Linked DNA regions of Mus musculus: all the other regions are linked to region 2. The links are chromatin contacts, called in public promoter capture Hi-C maps. All regions are on one chromosome and are shown on one strand. Each heading gives the region's core, a stretch centred on a gene start, on an enhancer-like site or on the middle of the called end of the contact. The rest is flanking DNA. Distances are from core to core; before and after follow the strand shown.

Region 1 (5,365 bases), core at 439-2,938, 170 kb after region 2:
TGCCTGTCTCTGCCTCCCGAGTGCTGGGATTAAAGGCGTGCACCACCACACCCAGCATTTTTTTCCTTTTTAAAAGAAGATTTTTTTTTATTTTATAAGTGTTTTGCCAGCTTACATGCATGTGACATGCATGTATGCCTGATGCCCGTGGAGGTCAGAAGAGAGTGTTAGATGCTCTGGAAATGAAGTTACAGATAGTTACAGACAGTGTGCATGCTGGACCCTGAACTCAGGTACTATACTATACAGGTATTAAGTGCTCTTAATCAAGCCTCTCACATCATATTTTTATAGTTATATACATATATATATATATGTGTGTGTATACATATAATGTCATATATGTATACACACATATACATATATATATATATATACATACACACACATACATACACACACACATATAATTTTTGAGAGTCTTTCTATGTAGTCATGGCTGTCCTAGAACATGCTATGCAGACCAAGCTGGCCATGAACTCACAAAGACCCATCTGCCTCTACCTCCCAGTGCTGGGATTAAAGAAGCTGTGTATCATCATGCTTGTCCTGACTTGATATAAACATAAGGACACAGACTCAAACCTTAATAATATGTTATTTAAAAATATACTTATGAAAAAAATAAACAAATAAAAGGACAAGAGGCAGAGGCAGGAAGATATCTGTTAGTTCGAGGCCAGCCTGATCTACAAAACAAGTTCCAGGACAGCAGGACTACATAGAGACCCTGTCTCAAAAAACCAGGAAAACAAACAAACAAAAAAAACCAACAAAAAACAAAACCAAAAACAAACAAACAAAAGATTCAAAAAATATATCAAGGCACATACTCTAAATCACATACAAATTTACAGAAGTTAGTGAAAAAAAGGAAAGAAAGAAAAGAAAAAGCTTACTGAATAATCCTGATAACCTAGGCTGCCCCCCCCCCCATCAAGGTAGAAAAGGAGAACCAGCTACTACTACATACCACACTAATAAATACAAATGTATAAAAGGTGGTTTAAAAAGTTAATAGAAGGAGGCAGGTGGTAGCTCAAGCCTGTAATTCCCGCACCTGGGAAGCAGACGCAGGACGGTCAGGAGGTCAGGGTCATCCTTGGCGACATAGTAAACTTTAAACCAGCCTGGGCAGCCTGGAACACCTGAGATCCTGTCTCAACCAAGGAACAACACGCAAACAAACAGGAACCCAAAAGTTGATAAAATAAAATTGATGACATTAATGTGACAGGTGGCATTCAAATGGTTTTAAACCACCGGCAAAATACTGGATCTTTGCCACTGCGCATCTGCAGTTTCATTTATTTCCACAGGTTTTTTTTCTCCCCCCTCTTTTCTTCATTCTACCATAGTGTCACCTGGTGTCAACATATCCTCCCACACGGAACATGCACATGGACATTCATAGCAGCGTTACAGTGTGTGTGTAGAAACCTCCCAGGTGTCCATCAACAGGCGAGGTGGCCAGAATAGCATTCCTTTAGGAGAAGACATCAAGTTTTTCTAAATAGCGAAACAGTCACCAAGTAGCGCTGGCAGACGTCCCTCGGCCACGGAACAGTTGACAGCGGCGCCTAGTTGGCCCCATTTCCCTCCCGTGCCCACAGAATACTGATTGGCTGAGCTCAGGAAGGGGCAGGGTGAAGCTCAGCGGGACGGGAAGAAGCCCGGTCTCGCGAGATCCTCTTGGTTCCGCATTTTGGCTCGCGGAGCTGTGGGAGGCAGCGCGGAGGAGCCCGCGGTCGGTGCTTGGTCGCGGCGGCTGGAACTCGGTACCAAACCCGGGCCGTGAAGCTTCGGCAGCCCTGTAGAGCCGCGGACCGTCCTCTGCCTCCCGGTGCCCGCGGCGGCGCCGAGTCTGACGGGGCGGGGGCCACGGCCCCTCGGGCTAGCGAGGATGAGCTTCCTCTTGTGAGTGGGCCGGGCCGGGCCGGGGCGGGGCGGGTGTCGGTCGGCAGGGCCGGGCCGAGGGGCCAAGCGGAGGGCGGAGCCCGACCTAGGGCTGCTCCGGGCCTGCCGCCCCGGGATCGGCTAGCGCAGGAAAATGTGCAGTGCCTCGGTGACCAGACCAGGCTGAGAAAGAAAGGCGCAGGTTCTCAGTGGCTTCCCACAGGTTTGCATTTGGGAAGAGGGCATTGCTCCTTCCAATGTGACTTTTCTCTTAGCCCAGGCGGGGCTTGAACCTGGACTCCTCCTGCCTCTGCTTTCCCAAGGAGCCAGGATACAGCCTCGGCCACTAGGACAGGCCTCCTTTAAATGTGGGGGTTTTGTTTTGAGAAATGGTCTTGCTATGTAGCCCAGGCTGGCCTCGAGCCCTCTTAGATGTTGGGATTAAAGGTGGGTGCTTTCATCTCGGCCCACATGTGAATTTTTTTTAAGGTTTTTATTTTTTTTGAGAACTTAATAGATGCGTATTTTCATTTCTAACTCCTCCAGTGCCCTCTCATCTCCCATTCAAATTCATGTTCTCTTATCTATATTCTATATTACGTCTATACAACATACATACGTAATGGATCCAGTTAGTGTCGTCTGTATGTACTTGGGTGTAGAGCTGACTATTTCATTATGAGTCTATTTGAGCTTGTCCCTGAAAAACCTGACTCTTCTTGTGGACTGTCCATAGCTCTTCAGCCAGGTGAGGTAAATGGAAGTTTTTATTTATAACTTAAACCGATGGACAGTTTTTCCCACTCTTTGGCTATTCTGAATAACGCTGCTGTGAGCAGCTGGTTATAGGTTTTTGGGTATGTGTGTGTGATGGTATCTCCTGGGTCTTAGTGAGGTTTTTGCATGTTAGCCTTTGAGGCACTGCCAAGCCTTCTAAAGCCTGCACTGCATTTAACATCCCATTCTCATTGTATTGAGTTTTCAGAATTCTTCAGTTCACACCTGCCTGGTAATTACCACTGATAGATCTGAGGGTGAAGTGGAATTTATTGATTTACATTCTCCCAATGACCAGCAATGTTAAGCATCGTTTGTGTGTGTGTGTGTGTGTGTGTGTGTGTGTCTGTGTCTGTATTTTGTGTTTTCAGACTATTTGTGGATAGAGTTTATTGAGATCCTTTTCCTATTTTAAAATCAGATTGTTCTTTATTTTGTTAGCATCTGTTAATTGTACAAATTAATGGGTTTCACTGTGACATTTCCACGTGTGTATATGGTGCAGTGGTTGTGTCCGTCTGACTTTTTGGTTTCAGTTGTAAGAATTCTTTATGTATTTTGGATATGAGTGTCTCATTACATCTGTGACTTCTTCCATCCTCAGCGTTATTTTAACTGTTTTGATGGCATCATTAGAAGAATGTAAGTGTATTTTTCAAAGATTTATTTAGTTATTTAGTTTTTTTTTTTTTTTTTTTTTTTTTTTTTTGCTTGTTTGGTTTTTTTTTTTTTTTGAGATAGGGTTTCACAATGTAGCTCTGGCTGTCCTGGAGCTAACTATGTAAACCAGGCTGACCTCCCAGAGATCTGCCTCGCTCTCCCTCCAGAGTGCTGGGATTAAAGATGTATACCAGTATACCCAGTTTAGGATTTACTTTCATTTTATGAGTATGAGTGTTTTGCTTGTATGTATGTATGTATGTATGTATACCATGTACATCCAGTACCCACGGATGCCAGAAGAGGGCATCAAATCCCATGGGACTGGAGTTGTGGATGGTTGTGAGCCACCATGTGGGTGCTGGGAGCTGTATACCCCAGTCCTCTGCAAGAACAGCAAGTGTTCTTAACTACTGAGCCATCTCTTCAGCCCTTGAAGCACAAACCTCAATTTATCATATGAAGATCTTATTGAATCTTAAGAAATCATTTAATGTTAATTTTCCATATTCAGTTTCCTGTTATTCAGTTTCCTGTCTCCATGTGTTCCTGGGGTGATCCTTCTAATGTATATAGTTCTTTATAAAGTATGATATTTAGTCTAGTACTTTCATAATTTTTTACTTTTTACACTATTTAAAATTTACTTTCACAGGTAAGGTGTAAGTCCACGAGTCTGTTCCCTTCCCCTTTTAGATGTTGTCACAATTCTGATATGTCTTATTTTAATGCTTTTTCTGTTTTGTTGTTGTTTGTGCTTTCTATGGGTTACCAAAATAGACTTTGCTCTAATTTGGTTCTGTAATGTGTTCAGCTATGCTTTGACTATATATACCACATTACCTATTTTTACTGCACAGCATCCCATGATGTGGATATACACTCCATATCTACGAGTGCATGGAAGGAGTAGATTTGCATTGTTAAGATGTTGCTATAACAAGCACTAGAATCTACAGTGTGTCCTCCCCCACACGAACTGCTTGGTTAAATGCTCTGGTAGATGGGGATAATAGATTGTCCTATGCAACAACTTGTGTGTTGCTCCTGCACTAACACTTTTAAATTTTTACTTGTTTGTTTCATATATGTAGATCTGTGAGTGTGGAGTAGGCACACACTGTGTGATGCTGTGTCCTGATACACAGAGCATCATAGAAGAGGGCATTGGGGGCCTCCTATCACTTTTTGCCTCTTCTTTAAGGCAAGGTATCTTTTTGAACTTGAAACTCCTTTTTTATCCCCACTAGGCTGGAAGCCAGCAAGTTCCAGAGATCCTCCTTGTCTTAGTGTTGTGCTGCTGTGAAGAGACACAAGAACAGGGCAACTCTTACAAAGGAAAACATTTAATTTGGGCTTGCTTACAGTTTCAGAGGTTTAGTTCATTGGCATCATGGTGGGGAGCATGGCAGCATACCTGCTGACATGGTGCTGGAGAAGTAACTGGGAGTAACTGCAGGAAGAGACAGACAGACTGGTACTGGGCTTTTGAAGCCCCAAACCCAGCCCCAGTTACACACTTCCTCCAACAAGTCCATCCCTCGTAATCCTTACAAATAGTGCCACTCCCTAAGTATTTAAATACATGATCCTATGGGGCTAGTCTTATTCACGTAGTCACATCCCCATCTCCTTCCCCATTACCACAGAAGTAATACTTCACATTGTTCATACAACATATAAGCCTCTCATTTTTTGCATTTATCAATCGTTTTTAGTTGACCATACTCATTTCTTGACAATATTCTCCCTAAGTACCCTAAAGCACTAGCATTTCCTAGAGTCGGATTACAGGTTGTCTTTATGTTGTGCAGCAAGTGCTCTTAACTAGACAGTCATCTATTCAGTCTATGCTCTTGCTTTTATAGAGGTGTGTGTGTATCTGTGTGTCTGTGTCTGGAGCCGAGGGCCTCCTTAATGCTGGGCAAACGTTTGACACTGCTGCATTCTTTTTTGTCATCATCCCCTCTTCCATTTTGGCCTTATTTAGGGAGTACTTTTTATTGATCAGCTTATTTATTCCAATATTTAT
Region 2 (5,116 bases), core at 2,142-4,641:
CAGATGTGCACAAAGGTGTCCTCAGCTGCAGACAGTAGCTAAAAGAGAGGACTCCACTGTGAGGGATGGGCAGGGTGTCAGATGCCCCGACATGATGGGAGTGAGCAGGAGTGCCAGTTCCTGGGGATGGAGTCGCACTGGAGACAGGGATAAGCCTGTGCTGTGCGCACTGGGGACAGGGACAAGCCTGTGCTGTGCGCCTAAGCACCAGGAAAGGTACGTAGGGATACAGGACACTGACCTTGCCGACCTCTGGAGCGAGGTCCAGGGCAGAGATGGTCCGGGCGTGGGCACTGATCTGGACGTGGAGGGCCCCTGTGCTGGCATCATACAGGCGCACTTGCCCATTTCCATACCCTGCTGCCACGATCCCCTGCCACAGCTGCACAGAGGGGCATGGGACCCTGCAAGGGTAATGTTCAATGTTGATTTCTCCAGACTCCAACATACTCCCTGTCCTGAAGTCACCTCACAAAGGCCATAGCCCTAGTCTGCCTCTCCTACCCGAATCCTGGTATTCGGGTCAGTAAGGTGAACTCAGGTCCCGACCTCCAGACACACAGGACACCCGAGTCATCTGCTGTCACCATGTCAGCAACACCATCCTGGGGAGGAAATCAGGCAGGGTTAGCTCTTCTTCCCTTTACAGTCTATGTGGTCCAGAGTCCAGACCAGGAGGGGAGGTGTGGCCATGCCTGCCTCTCTGCTTCTACAGGGAAAGGGTGAGAGGTGGCTCTTTCACCAGCTCACACCATGGACACGTCTGCAGGAGTCTCTCAAGCATAGACTCCTTGCAGCTCCTTGTATGCACTCACAACTGCTGCCTCCCCACCCCCACCCCCATCCCCACTGTGGAGTAGAAGAGGATGTACAATTGTCCTTTTGGGATGGGTGGGAAGACTAAAACCACCATGTCCTGACTTTTTGGAGGTTTTGCAGTGGGCCACAGTCATCACTAGTCCCTAGACCTCTTGACCTGGTTGGTGTCAGGCAGACATACTAGCTGCTCCGAAGGATACAAATGACAAAACCCCATACCCTGTTCCCAAGAGGTTTACAATACAAGTGGGGAGAAGAGAGTTTTTTCTATGAGAGTCGGGCCTACTCAGAGTGAAGCTAAGGGAGAGTCAGAGGGAGTTGAAATTGGGAGACAGCTTTCTGGAAAGACTGGCCTTGAACTGGGTCAGAATAGGGGCACTAGCTCAAGTCCAGGAAAGGAAGGAAGCTACAAGGTTGGCAGCGTCTGGGAGATGGTAGATTCCAACTTCTGGATTCACACCAGCGTCAGAAGAGTTAGGGATTTGTATAAAACACCACTTAGTGGAAAGTATGTTTTTCTCCAGACCTGAGGTTGCTGCTTCTAAGAACGTACAAATGAACCCAAAGCCACACTTCTGCTTATTAGCATTGCTAATACCCACGCCTGGGCCTCCCAAGGGTGAAGGAGTCTCCCAGGCTACTAGAACCGCTGGAGGAAGTGAACTCACCTGCCCCTGGGCACGCTCAGTGGCAATATCTGTGATTGGTGTCTGGTGCCCAGCCAGTTCCTCGCTGAGTACAATGTTGGGACCCTTAGCGGGGATATCAAAGACCAGTACTCGACCGGAACACGTTCCTGCAGCCAGAACCAGTGTCCCACTGATGGCTTCCTGAGTCCTCTGGGTCTCCAGTCACCACAGCCAGCACCCCCTCTATCCCAGAAGTCTTAGTAATAAACTCAGTACTCCCACAGGCCTGACTTTCCATTCACTATCCCTCTCTAAATGTTTTTCAGAGTCTCTGATACCCTTCCTTCCCAGCTTCCCTCTAACTCTTCCTAAGTTCGTCAACCCCTCAGCATCCTCTTGGCTGAGACCCCACAATCATGTACTTCACATACAGGCCCTAGCCCTGTCTCTAGTCTGCTCACCCACACAGATGAAGTGGACGCTGGCAGCAATTCCTCGGGCAAACATAGCCTGTACTGAATACAAAAGCAGCTCTCAGAAACAGCACTTCCCCCAGCCCCAGCGAATTCTCCCAGCCTCCACCCCTGCTCCACATGGTCCTGAAGGTACCTGAAGAAGCATCGCCTGAGTCCAAGGCGTGCCAATAAACCATGACGGAGCCATCAGACTCATACATCTGGAAGATGGGGGCAAGGATGAGAGCAAGATCCAGATGACCCTTGTTGAGTTCTGGGCACTTCACCCAGCCAGGTAAGTCCATTGGAATCCTCAAACTCTGTTCTGGGAGGCAGGCACTATTCTTATCCATAGTTTTCAGAGGAGGACACTGAGGCTACCCGTGCCCAAGGGTCACAGAGTTAATAACAGAAGCAAACTGCTGATGCAGAATTGAAGAGTGAAGAAAATGGAACAAAAGAAGACGAAAAATAGAGGCAGAGTGGGCTGCGCATGTGACATCTAAAAGTGTTATTGGGTGGGGGTGGCGCTGGAGAAAGGGCAGGAGGGTTCTATTCTCACCTGTATCCCTCGATGCGAGGTGAGGACCAGCAGTACTCTGAAGGGGAGGACACACCAGTGAACCTGGAGAGACGCGCATCATAGAAGAGGACATAAGGCGTCAAGAGGATAGGTATTCAAGAACAAGGATCGCACTGATTTAAGCAACACCTCTTTCACTCCTTGCCTTACCTGAGTGATAAGTGGGGGACTCACTCCAGCACCCTCTTTAACGTGGAGCTGGCGCTGGGCCAAGGGCACACCCTCAGGGGCAGCACTGAGAAGCTGGGCGCTCGGTCCATGAACCACCCCAAAATGCGTGAGATCACGGGCTGGCAGCTGCAGTACACTGAGGTTGTTAGACAGGGCGGCGGCAGAGCTACGAAGTGGGATGGAGCGCTCGCGGCGGAACATTCTGAGAGAGAGAGAGAGAGAGAGAGAGAGAGAGAGAGAGAGAGAGAGAGAGAGAGAGAGAGAGAGTCCTAGAGTCACGGCACGACAAATAGGGAGAAGGCCACTGGGGACACTGGGACAGGGGAGAAGGACAATGAGATGCAACCAGGAGACACTGAGAGAGACCCTTGATTGATAGGATCCCCGAGGAAAGTGATGGATAGTAGTCACAAGGAGGAGAGGATCCCACGGAGCTGGAGAGAGCCCCAGGGTTGAGTGTTGCAGCCACCAGGGAATCCCGCAATAAGAATGATGATGTAAATACCTGCTAGTACGGAACGTCTCAGCTAAAATGCAGAATGTGGTCTCCAGCTCTTCTTCCCACAGCTTAGCTACCTGAAGGCCCACGCCAAGGTTAGAGGTCACACCTGCAACCCACCCCCACCACCCTCAAGTGTGCCTTGCCTGACGCCGCGATCCTAAGGTCCCTCCAAATCCGCCGCCACCATAGAGACGACGCACCGACGCACGGCCTCTGGGCGTGGCCTGTGGCTGGAACTTGCGGCGCGCAGCTACGCGGTTACCAAGCAACCGTGGACCACGCCAGGGACCCTCAGCGGGGCCTGGTTGCCGAGGAGACCGTTGGGTCGCGGCCACTGCAGCTACAACGATGGAGGGTCCTGAAGGCAGCTGAAACACCGCCTTGGAGTGACTGTCACGAAAATGAGTCACGAAGGCTCGGTGAGTTTCAGCTAGACTTAGGGAGTGCGCAAGAACTGGGGTTGGCCGGTATCGAGGCAGTGGACTAGCTCTAGGTTCGAGATGGGCATGCCTGTACCTCGGTCCCTGAGGGAAAGGGTCAACGGCTGGACCAGGCCAAGGGCAAGCGAATTCGGAAACAGCTGAACCACTAGTGCAAATAGTAATTCCTTTCTGACCAGGAACCCGTGTTGGTGGGTAAACCAGAGGCACTAGGAAGAGGGTCTGATGGATGAATCACTATCTTGACAATTTCAGGACTACGAAATGGATCAAACAACTGTGAGGGTGACCTTAAAACTTACTTTATTATCATTATTACTTTTTTTTTTTTTAAATCGAGACAGTCTGATTATATAGACCATATTGGCCTCCAACTCAACTCTGCCTCCAGAGTGCTGTGATTAAAGGAATCACATGCGCAACCATGGCTTGCCTTTTATTTTGAGACAAGGTCTCAATGTGTAGCCCTGGCTGGTCTAGAACTCACAATATAGACCGGGTTGCCTTTGAACTCATAGCTTCTTCCCATACCAACACTCTCCCATCTCACTGGTCAAAAACCAATTACCTTTAAGTCAAAAAAAAATTTTATGTATATGGGTGTTTTGTCTGCATGTGTGTTTGTGTACTGTGTTCATGTCTGATGCCTGCAGAGGCCAGGAGAGAGGATCAGATCTCCTGGAACTGGAGTTACAGTTTGGAGCCATCACATGGGTGCTAAGAATCAAACCCAGGCCCTCTGCAAGAGCGGTCAATGTGGGGTCAACTCTCTTACTCCCAAAGTCAAGGCATTTTAAAAAATAAAACAGATTGGTAGGACCTCGAGAAAATGAAAGAGTAAAAAATATCTCTGTTCTCTTGTGTTAAGTGCACGCCACATCTCTGTCCTAGCTGTGGGGGGAGGCCTAAGGGATCGGTTCTTTGGTTTTGCGTTGGCTTTGGGCTTAAGGAAGCAAAGCTTTAGATGGAGAACTAGGCAGCCGCTTGGTTTCTGGGAATTCAAGGCCAGGAACTGAGAATGTAGAGAACAGAAGACACCGGATTGCCTGAGAGAATGAATATTGGAGAATATAAAATAGGAAACAATTAGGTAGATAGATAAAAACTTATATTTGGAGGTAGATTTTGGAAGGAACCATCTTCCTTCATGGTCTCACTTCATGGCCCAGTCTGGCCTTGAACACATGACAGCTGCTTCAGGCTTCTGAGTGCTGGGTTTATTGCTGTGAGCCACCACACCTAGTTCTGGCCCTCTTTACAATTTTTTTTATTATTATTATTACTTATCTACATCTCTTTTGTGAAGTATTATGTCCCTAGGTTACTTTTGGGCTTTTCTTAGTTACTTATCTCTTGCTGTCACAAAACACCATGAGCAAAGAAACTTATAAAAGGAAGTGTTTAATTTGGGGTTCACGGTTCCAAACGGTTAAGCACCCAGGAGCATCACGAAGGGGAGCACAGACAGGCATGGTGCTGGAGGAGTAGCTGAGAGCCCACGAGGCAAAGAGAGCTAA
Region 3 (4,872 bases), core at 1,637-4,136, 210 kb before region 2:
CTAAGCATTCAAACATATGAGCTTCTGGGGGCCATTGCCACTCAGATCACCAAAGCTTTGTGGATCCATTCTGGATTATTAATTTCTTGAATATTATTTCCTCGCAAAAATATTTATACCTGATATTCCTTCTCAGATTACAGGGTGATTTACATATTTTCCTTTGCTTTTAGTTTTCTTGAAGAGTTAATACTGTACGTCCACTTCTTTGCCTTACAAACTGGTTAAAGGAACACGTTGTGTCACTTGGCAAACCTAGAAAAAGTATGTATCTTAGCCACTCAAAATATAGTCTGGGGACCAGTAGCCTTGGGTGTCACTAGAGAACTTATAGAATTGCAGACCTGCTGGATCCGAGTACTCACACTAATGAGATGCACACCCTGAGAAGCATTCACTGTGAGGCTCTTTTGGAGAGAAGATGCTCGGTTCCTTATATGTGGTGGCATCTGCTGCATTCACTAACTTTCTCGCCAGCATCTCATATATCACATTTTTACCTGTTTACTCACTGGGTGAATCCTCCCACTACCATATAAACTCTCTCATAAGGGTTGTGCTTTCTTGTTGCCATATCTTCTGTACCTAGCACAGTACCTGTAGAAAGTGGTTACTATTTTTGAATGGATGAATACATGCATAATTTATCAGTCCCTGCCATTTGTCCTGCTGTCATTTGTTAACACTGTTATGCGAACTGCTCTCATTTAACATTGTTATGTTAGACAATGAAGATATAGAGCATTTCTATATCTTCAAGCCACTAGAGTGGCTTGATCTACTTGGGCTTTCTTGTTTCCCTTCCATCTACCTTGAATCCATACTTTTGCAGTATCATTCTTACCAAAACTGTGAAGAATCTGTAATACCATACAGAATTAAGTGCATAGTTCTTAGTGCAAACTTCAGATCTTTGCAGTTACATTGACTCACATATACATACATATATACATATATGTCAATTGTATAACATACTATATTATATATTTATATATACATATATGCACATACATACACACACATACAAGAGTCATTCAAGTCCATTGCAGGCACAGCAGCCTTCTGCTCCATAGTGCATGACTCCCATGGAACTTGACAGTCAAAGGAATCCGTAAAAATAACCTGATGGTCCTTTGCTGGGCCACGGATAGCAAAGCCTTTTGTTTCTGACTGAGATTTTTACATCATTATGGTATAGCTACAGGCTGTTAGTATGTAGATAGGATAAAATCAGATCCTGGAACCCAAAGCACTTCCCATCATGTTAGATCGGGATTGATCGACACAACGTGAAATCATTTGTTCTGATCAAAGAACAATTCTTCTCATGTAAAGATTGCTCTCCATCTTCTTTTATTTCCACATCGATTCAATCACTTCTGATTTTAATACATCCCACCGAAAATTTCTATAAATCCAGATTTTAAGATCCATATAGTATCCTATAAGTGAATATATTGTTATTTTTTAAGCCATTGCTCTATTTTGATTATTTTTACTTTAGTTTACTTTGTAATTAATGATTTCGTGAACATTTTTGTCTCCTTTGAGAATTACCTTAGAATTGGTTTCTATAAGCTTAAAGGCTCAAGTTGGGCACTAGGGATATAGCCAGAGGAAGAATTTGTTTTGCATCAATCTCTAGGAGGAAGAGAGAGAAGAAAAGGGAGAGTAGGAGAGAGGGAGGGAGCAAAGAGGGAGCGAGAAAGGGAGGAAGGGAAGGAGAGGGAGGGAGGGAGGGAGGGAGGGAGAGAGGGAAGGGAAGGGAAGAGAAGAGGGAAAAGGAAAGTAAAAGAAAATACGTTTTAAGCCAGGTTGTGGTGCTCACACTTGTAATCACAATATTCAGGAGGGTCGAGACAGGAGGATTACTTGAGCAACATGAGTTTCACTTGCAGAGGATCCAGCGCCCTCTTCTGGCCTCTTCAGGCACTGCGCACTCAGCACACAGACATGCAATTAGGTAAAAACACTCATACTCGTACAATAACACTAAATAAACATTTAAAAGACAAAAACAAAAGAAACGAAGCAATGAGGCCATCTTTTTTTAACCTCAAAAACTTTTCATAGACAGACTCTAAATCTGTCCCTTGTAACTCATTAAAATCTTTTTATATCAGCCTCCCACCTAGAATATCTGCTTAATAGTATTTTCCTTAATTATTTCATGAAAGATTAAGAGAAGTAAAAATAATTCTAGTATTCCTACAGTCCAAATTGAGACATACATTACTTTAACAAATACATTAGCAATGCATTAACAAATGCCATTGGATCAGGCATGGTGGCATGCACCTGTAAGACCAAAAAACAGAGACACTGTAAAAAAAAAAAAAAAAAAAGGCAATTTTCTTTTACGAGGGGACAGGGGACACGATGGCCATTGTTTGTGCACTTCCATACCCAAATCATAGCTTACTGCATGGTACAGCTCACCACCAGGGTTACTGAGTAAGAGTTGGCCAACTGAAGAAAGTTGTGGACAGGAAAAGTTAAAGGCAAGAACACAGTAGATCTTGTGTTTGATGGGGGGGGGGGGGTACGAAGAGAAAGTTATCTTCACTATGTTTTTCTGAAATCTACAACTGCTCATGGACCCTAGAGGACTATTCTCAGGACACCCTAGAACTTGAGCGACAACTCCAGGAATGAAGCTGAGTGATTCCCGAGGTCCGGAGCTCGCGGGTGAGGGGCCTTGTGCAGTGAGATGGCCTGATGCCTCACACCCTGGGGCCACAAGCGGCACCAAAGTGATGTCTGAACTTGAGGAGCCTGAGGGGAAGAAGGCCCAGGCGGCGGGAGACTCAGTGGGAGGAGCCTCTGGGAGGGGCGGTGCTACAAGGGGAGGTCCCTATAAGAGAGGAACTCTGAGGCTGAGCCAGCGGAAGGAAGGCGTGCAGGTGCTGAGCTTGAGGTGAGTGAAGGGAACTTCTGAGACGGAGTGGTGGGTGCGCTGAGGGTGCTACCTGAAGAGGGACTCCAGAGAAAGGTGCCCGAAGTGGGGACTCTCTTCAGCAGGTACCTGAGAAAAAATTCGCCTGAGGGAGTTACCAGAACTCGGGGTTGACGGGTTGCCCCAGAAAGAGACTCCTGAAGGAACATGAAGGGAAGGTCTGAGGGGGGACACCAACCGGGTGTCTGGAGGCGTACCTTCCAATTGAAAAATAGTTGCCTAAGTGAGCGACTTAGGTTCTAGGCTGGAGCTTTGGAGCACTAGAGCGTTGCTTTTGTTTGCTGGGGAAGGGGTAACCAAGCAGGAAAGCCTGAGGGACTTGCCCTGGGGAAGGCATCTGAGGTGGACTCTTGAGGGAGCGGAGCCTGAGGTGACCATATCTGAGGGGCAGTGCCTGAAGGAGTTCTCTTGAGTAATCTCCTGAGGAGTTCCCTCGAGAGGCCGTGCCCGAGGTGAGCTTTCCCAGAGATGGCGCTCTCTCTAGGACCAGACAGCCTGACTGAATGGTAATAATGTTCAGTCTTCAGACCTCTGGGCTAAGGAAAGACTGAAGGGCTTGGGAGTCAGAATTGCGCCTCAGAGGTTGGTTTGAGAACACACCTTAGATCCGTGTATCTGGGCGGGTACGAAGGTGCAGCCCGAGAACTGCATCACCATCGCTGGGTCGGTGAAGTCCACTAGGGCTTGGTCGCTTGAGGGGTGACAGGACTAGAGAGGCCCAAGGCCTAAGACCCGCTCTGGCCAGAGCCCTCTGACTGACTGACAGAAGGAAGAATTAATTCATTCTCATTCTTTCATTCATTCATTCTTTCATTCATGCATGCATTCTTTCCCCCTCAATGTCGTGTGTGGGGGGAGGAGTCTGCCTGTCCCCCCCATCTCTGTCTCTGTCTCTCTAACTCTGTCTCTCTGTCCCTCTCTCTTCTCATCTGTCTATCTTTCTGTCTCTGGTCTGGAACTAAGGGTGATATCTCTGTTGGGGTTCAGGAATCACCACACAAAACATACAATCACTGATCTCAGTTAAGCAGAATAGTTTATGTGAGACATAGCTCAGAATTATCTGAAGTATAACAATGGACATCTTTGTCTGTTAGCTTATAAAGGGAAAAAACATGAAAACTATAATGAGTACAGGAAGTACTACCCAGTGGGCCAGCTCTGACTCAAGGTATTTTAGACATAACAACTCATAATTGACCTTTAACTTGATGGGTCCTAGGTGAAGCTTTGTAGAATTTCTTAAGATTAACAAACCACATAACATAACATAACATAACATAACATAACATAACATAACATAACATGGTATGTCATCAGCATGATCCTGTTCTGAGTCAAGTTATTCTTTTTCTTGTCAGTGGCTGGCAGGCATATTACAGCAATATGAAATAACTGTCAGGCATGGAACAAAATTGCTGCAGTTATGCTGGTGGAATCAGATCAGACCATAACAATTTCTGCCTCTGTCTTTCCAGAGCCAAGGTTACAGGTGTGACTCACTGAGCATGTTTTAACTTCTTCAGTAAGAAGGAAACAATGAGCTATGAAGGTCAAAGAAACTTTGCTTTTGTCTCCTCTCCCCCGAGGAAACCTTGACTTTTTAAAGACTCTTTTTAAAAACTATTAATTTATCTTTTTTTTAAAAAATGGAGGATAGTGTCCATGAAGGTAAAAATTCTTAAAACCCACAAAAAGTATGGTTTTGTTTGTGCTACTAGGATGGAATCTAGGACCTGCACATGCTAGACCAGTATTCCCCCACAGGACAACACCCTTCTGACAACACACATACACACACACACACACACACACACACACAGAGAGAGAGAGAGAGAGAGAGAGAGAGAGAGAGAGAGAGAGAGAGAGATTTTAATGGAACCCAACTCAAGGGAGAACAATTGAATCATTTACAG
Region 4 (5,009 bases), core at 235-2,734, 190 kb after region 2:
AATGCTGGTTGCCCTCAGTGCCAGGCTTTCTACAAGCAGAGCAACACATCGGTAAGTCATAATTTCTGTAGTTCCTGCCAAGTCCAGGAGCCGTGTCTCATTGGTCTGGTTCAGATGATATGACCTGTTAAACCAATCACCATCTAGTTACAGTTCTGCTCATGTGATCATGTGCTTTGAGTAGCAAAGAGGGACCACTATACAGCTGGAAAACATTTTAAACAGTTTTGATTGTGTTCTTGGCATAAAAGAGGAAACTTAACAGCTAATAAATTATTCCCAGTTACACTAACCATAAAGTTTAAGGAATCAAGCCTATCAAGTAATCTGGAGATGAGGGCTAGTAACAGGAGTCACTCAACATTGGGAGGGATGAACACTTTGTTTAGCTTCGAGACAGGGTTTCTCTATGTGGTCCTTACTGCCCTTGAACCTGCTGCCTTGAACTAACAGAGATCCACCTGCCTCTGCCTCCTGAGTGCTGGGATTAAAGGTGTGGGCCACCATGCTGGGCCTATAAATAAGCCTACTTTAATTGGTCACTTTAAAGAACAACTCTAGGTCCAAGCCACACAATAGCTACGGACTGCATAGGCACAGGTGCAGTGACGAAAGGCGGACAGTTCTTGCAGGCTACACCAGATGTGAGGCTGTAAACAGTTACTACTGCAGAAGCCAAGGACTTAATGGAACTTGGGCTTTTATTCTCCCACTGTAAACCAGTTAGGTTTGGTTGGTGGTTACTCAGCCCTCGTGGAGTGCACTCCCAATCCTACCTTTTCTGGAGGGTTTATTTTTCTGTTTGCTTGATTTTGAGACAGGGTCTCACTGTGTAGCCCTGGCTGACCTGCCATTGCTTCTCCAGTGCTGGCATTAGCTACCACATTTTAGTTTTGAGATAGGAACTAAAAACTAAAGTCGGCCTGGCACTCACCTTAGCCCTGACTGGTTTTGAACACAAAACAACCCTGGGATTAGAGGTGCCGTACTATGCCTGTGGTGACTTGTGTCTCCTGGAACTTAGAGAAATCCAAAACAAATGTCCACTCCCACCCCTCCTGGAATACCCCGCCAAACCCTATCCCCAGGCAAGTGGCCATTGCAGCAGTCTGCCCTCTCCAATTTCAGCCCCCTCACAAAGTCTCCGCCCTTTCTAGAACACAAGACTCCGGTGGCTTGAGACTTTCACAGCAACTCCAATCAGGAAAGAAGCCAGTTTCCCAGAGCACTGACTGGGATGTTCGGGGTGAGGGCAACCTGTTCTGTGCACCCCAGGGTTCTGGCTGCGGAGGAGTGCGACCTGGGGTATTTAGGGGACCCTGCAGTGGCAGCCAGGCCAAGGCAGGACGGGGAACGCCCATGTTTGCAGGTGCGGCCGGTTCCGGGTGGCGACCGTGGTGCGGGTGCGGCCTCCGGACGGCAGGGGGCGGGCTCGGCCTGGGCGGCGACTCTGGACACAGTGCCCGCGTCTTTCCGGCTGCACCGTGACCTCGGGCTGCGTCGCCGGGCATGGCGGCATGGGGCCCGGCGGCCGCTGCGCCTCTGCTGCGCGGGAGCCGCGGGGTGAGCCGGCGGGGCTCGGGCGGAGCTGCGGGGGAGCTCGGGCGGCTGTTGTCAGGCTGGGGACCCGGGGCAGGGCCGAGGTCCTTCCTTGTTCTCATTCATTCACTCCTGCCCTCTGCATCGCACCGGGTGTGCTGGGGGCTACTGGACTTAGGCGGATCGGGAGACAGTTCCATAACCAGTCACAGTACAGAGACCCTGGGAAAGGCTGCCTTATGTACAGGAAAACATAGGTGTCATAGCCCCGAGTCCTGGCTTTGGTCCTGGGCACTCGGGACGAGCTTGTACCCTACAATTGTATGCTTACCAGGCCTCTGACCTTGACTCTCTGTAGCCTGCCGGCTAGAGTAGAAGCCCAGCACAGGGCGAGCTCTCCTAATTCGTCCAACCCCTGTTGGTTTTTGAGACCGCTTCTCGAATTATAGCCCTGGCTGGCTTAGAACTTATGACATCCCTCCTAACTCCTGGAATAAAGTAAGCCACAGAGCCCATTCTTTCTCCCCTTTACAGTCTCATCATTAGCTTTACCCCCATCCACCTCTCCTTATTTGCCTGCTGGTCTTGAATCTATCACTCAACATGAGGAGTTTTGTTGCTGCACGGACGCCCAGGGCAGTTCATGTGTGATTTTTGTCAGTCTGGATAGGTGTGCTAAGATGATCGCCTCCTTTGAGGACTCTGCAGCTCTTAGTGATTTTACATTGCCATCCCGTTCTTCCAGCTATGCTTCTATCTCAGGAGCAATCCCACTGGCAAACCTTGCAGATGTGTCCAGGCTCACAGCCTCGTGGTTTCGTTCCTTTGTGCGGCACACAGACCATCTAACTCCAGACCTTTCCCCTGGCCCGCATCTCAGCCATCTCTTAGGCATCTTGGCCTAATGTCCAGTGACCATGCCTCTCACCTGCTCATTCGCTGCTTCAGAGGACCTGCCTGAGGATCAGCTCTGGGATGCTGCTCTAGAGGGACAGACTCCATCTTGTCCTTTAAGATTGGCTAATGAGAGAGCTGGGGAGATGGCACAGTTGGTAAAGGGATCACAAGGATGGGCTGAGTGACCCTAGGACCCTTGTGAGATGGTGGATAAGGGCGCTCCCTGATTTTGCAGAGGATCCCAGTTCAGTTTCCAGCATCCATGTCAGTCCACTCACAGCTGTCTGTAACCCTAGGTCCTGGGCTCTGATACCCTCCCTCATCCAACCTCTGAAGATCTTGCATCCATGTGCACACACTCTTACACACGCACATACACATAGTTAAAAATAAAAATTTAAGAACAGAAGCCAGGTGTGGGGGCACATACTTGAACTCCCAATCCTGGGAGTGCGAGACAGGTGGATCCCTGGGCTTGCCTGCCAGCCTGCCGCCCTGCCTACATGCTGGGCTCTAAGCCAGTGAGAGCCCCTGTCTCAAAAAAACAAGGCGAGATCCCCGAGAAGGACAGCTGTGCTTGTCCTCTGACTGCAGTGAACACATACACACGGGCAGCTTCACACACACAAACATACCACAGAGACCCAGGGTACATCCCTGAAAGTCTAGGTAGTGAGCGCCCTGCTCTGGCCCTTCAGGTGAGTCTGAGGAGAGATTGTGGCCCCTTCAGCAGCAGTGCTTGCTCACCAGCAGCCCCAGTACTGTGCCCGCCCCGCTCGGGCAGGGACCATCGCTGTGCCTTCTCACGGTTGTTCAGACCTCCTCTGTGTTCTCCCAGCTCCCTCTGTGGCACTGTGCGCAGCGAATGTTTGCCTCTCAGACGGAGGGGGAACTCAAAGTGACCCAGGTTCTCAAAGAAAAGTTTCCTCGAGCCACAGCTATTCAAGTCACAGACATCTCAGGTAAGGCTCTCTCCCGTTTTCTCCATGACCACTTTGCTGAGGTTTTTTAGAGTTTTTCCCTGGGGAGAGGCTGAAATCAAGAGACCATGAGGAGGGCACTTGACCCAATGACTTCTCAGTATGTGTTGCTTTGGGACAAATGGAGATGAGGATTTAGAAACCTCAGAGAACCACAAAGACAAGCCCCAGCTGAGAGAACTCTGGGTTTCCAGACTAGCCCTGCTCAGACGAGGCCCCTCTGCAAGCCTGATCCTGTAGAGGCATCAAGAGCTTGGGCCATGTTCTTTACGAGATGGGCCTTGTAATCTGCCCACCCCAGTTCTTCTGACAGCCTACAACAGTACGGCTCGAATGGGCCCAAGCTGGGTTTTGTCAGCTGCCCTACTTTATCCAAGAGGCAAGCCCAATACAGCCAAAGGAGGTGGGAGAACCAGAGGCAGAATCAGGACTCAGGGCAGACTCCCCAAGCCCAGTCTGGCCGGCCTCTCCTCAGGCCACTGAATTCCTGGCTGGCTGTTTGTCAGGACTGTGCTAGGGGCATGGCTTCTGCGTAGAAGCAGAGGGGACCTGGGTGCCTTATCCAGACACACCCAGAGAGGAACACAGGTGCAAGCAGCTAGATAAGAGCCAGCTCTACATTGCCACTACTAGGAGAGTCCCCTGACTTCCCTGAAAGCACAGTTGCATGGGTTGGGAGGACGTTGACAAGTCTCTTTTATTGTGCTGGGGACATAGCTCAGTTGGTAGAGTGCTTGCCTAGCATGTACATTCCCTGATGTTGTGTCTTATTAAAAAAAAAAAAAAAGAAGGAAAAAAGTGCCAGGAGAGCACAATATGGCGAGGTGGGAGGGGCCTTTCTGCGGGCCGATGCTGAGGCATCCCTTCCCCCTGAGGTACCAGCCATTACTTGTAAAATTGATCGGATATGCCGTTGCTGGCCTGTAATCCCCGAATTCAGAAAATGTAGTTCAATGAGGTCTGGTGAGGTGAGACTCTAACTTACATGAAACAAAAAGCATTTTGTTTTATTGTACGTCAGTGAGGGCTCTGAGGGCATCCGTCATAGTGGGAAAGAATGGCTGCAGGAGCTTCCAGTGGCTGCTCACATGGCATCCACACTCAGGAAGCAGAGGGATGGATGCTGGTACTCAGCTCACTGTCTTTCCCTTTAGTCCAGGATGCCAGCTTAGGGGTGAGTTATTCCAATCTAGAAATCCCCTCAGGGACATGCCCGGAGGTTTGTCTCCTAAGTGAGACTACATCTGTCAGGTTGATAGTCACTGTGGGGCCGCACCAGACGCTTAGATGGAACCTTAGAATATGTCTGTACTACTGAAATCAGTCTTCCCACCTCCCTCCCATGGCTTTCTAGGAGAGACTGTTCTGCCTCTCTGTGCTCCCCAGGCCTTGTGCCTCCTCTTTCCTGCCCACGCTCGACAGGTGTGGGTAGTAGAGGGAGGGGTCTTGCAAAGGGAAGAATGCCTTTGGGTCAAGGCTGCCCGCCAGGAGTGAATGGCCAGAGCAGAAATCGTGGTCTTTCTCTAGCCCTGTTAGCAGAATGCTGTCAGAATGTTCCTTTTGGGGGACTGTCGGGTACTTTTGAGTCTGAGC

The links. Promoter capture Hi-C pulls out the DNA fragments that hold promoters and counts their contacts. Capture Hi-C pulls out chosen DNA fragments and counts their contacts.
Region 1: a promoter capture Hi-C map of pancreatic islet shows a contact between it and region 2. The contact joins the promoter of Mob1a here to the promoter of 1700003E16Rik in region 2. A contact is called at or near these places in 18 of 39 promoter capture datasets (the 3T3-L1 cell line, 3T3-L1-derived adipocytes, the C10 cell line and 14 more), 1 of 15 datasets of contacts at CTCF or cohesin (the NIH/3T3 cell line), 35 of 484 Hi-C or Micro-C datasets (CD4 T cells, the N1E-115 cell line, Sertoli cells and 21 more), 33 of 115 datasets of contacts at active chromatin or transcription factors (the 230-238 cell line, CD8 T cells, the SCID.adh cell line and 23 more) and 4 of 9 other capture datasets (adipose tissue, embryonic stem cells, liver and 1 more).
Region 3: a promoter capture Hi-C map of hematopoietic stem and progenitor cells shows a contact between it and region 2, with 6 times the contacts expected there. The contact joins the promoter of M1ap here to the promoter of 1700003E16Rik in region 2. A contact is called at or near these places in 7 of 39 promoter capture datasets (3T3-L1-derived adipocytes, embryonic stem cells, hematopoietic stem and progenitor cells and 3 more), 2 of 484 Hi-C or Micro-C datasets (CD4 T cells and embryonic stem cells), 8 of 115 datasets of contacts at active chromatin or transcription factors (the 230-238 cell line, bone marrow-derived macrophages, embryonic stem cells and 2 more) and 2 of 9 other capture datasets (adipose tissue and liver).
Region 4: a promoter capture Hi-C map of liver shows a contact between it and region 2. The contact joins the promoter of Bola3 here to the promoter of 1700003E16Rik in region 2. A contact is called at or near these places in 9 of 39 promoter capture datasets (the 3T3-L1 cell line, the C10 cell line, the HPC-7 cell line and 6 more), 8 of 484 Hi-C or Micro-C datasets (the N1E-115 cell line, Th1 cells, cerebral cortex and 4 more), 13 of 115 datasets of contacts at active chromatin or transcription factors (the 230-238 cell line, T-cell acute lymphoblastic leukemia, bone marrow-derived macrophages and 9 more) and 5 of 9 other capture datasets (adipose tissue, embryonic stem cells, liver and 2 more).

The regions. Positions count from the first base shown.
Region 1 is chr6:83,324,351-83,329,715 of GRCm38.p6, forward strand. It overlaps Mob1a (MOB kinase activator 1A), which reads left to right and starts at 1,689. Exons shown (of 6, transcript NM_145571.2): 1 at 1,689-1,917. The coding sequence starts at 1,904. It also overlaps a transcript of Mthfd2 not described here.
Region 2 is chr6:83,153,013-83,158,128 of GRCm38.p6, forward strand. It overlaps 1700003E16Rik (RIKEN cDNA 1700003E16 gene), which reads left to right and starts at 3,392. Exons shown (of 4, transcript NM_027948.1): 1 at 3,392-3,578. The coding sequence starts at 3,561. Wdr54 (WD repeat domain 54) reads right to left here and starts at 3,367. Exons shown (of 11, transcript NM_001362119.1): 1 at 3,303-3,367; 2 at 3,163-3,233; 3 at 2,637-2,859; 4 at 2,466-2,528; 5 at 2,058-2,124; 6 at 1,910-1,963; 7 at 1,488-1,615; 8 at 505-605; 9 at 242-404; 10 at 1-38. The coding sequence starts at 2,858.
Region 3 is chr6:82,944,036-82,948,907 of GRCm38.p6, forward strand. It overlaps M1ap (meiosis 1 associated protein), which reads left to right and starts at 2,887. Exons shown (of 10, transcript NM_033079.2): 1 at 2,887-2,917.
Region 4 is chr6:83,347,992-83,353,000 of GRCm38.p6, forward strand. Bola3 (bolA-like 3 (E. coli)) reads left to right here and starts at 1,485. Exons shown (of 4, transcript NM_175277.5): 1 at 1,485-1,563; 2 at 3,275-3,398. The coding sequence starts at 1,510.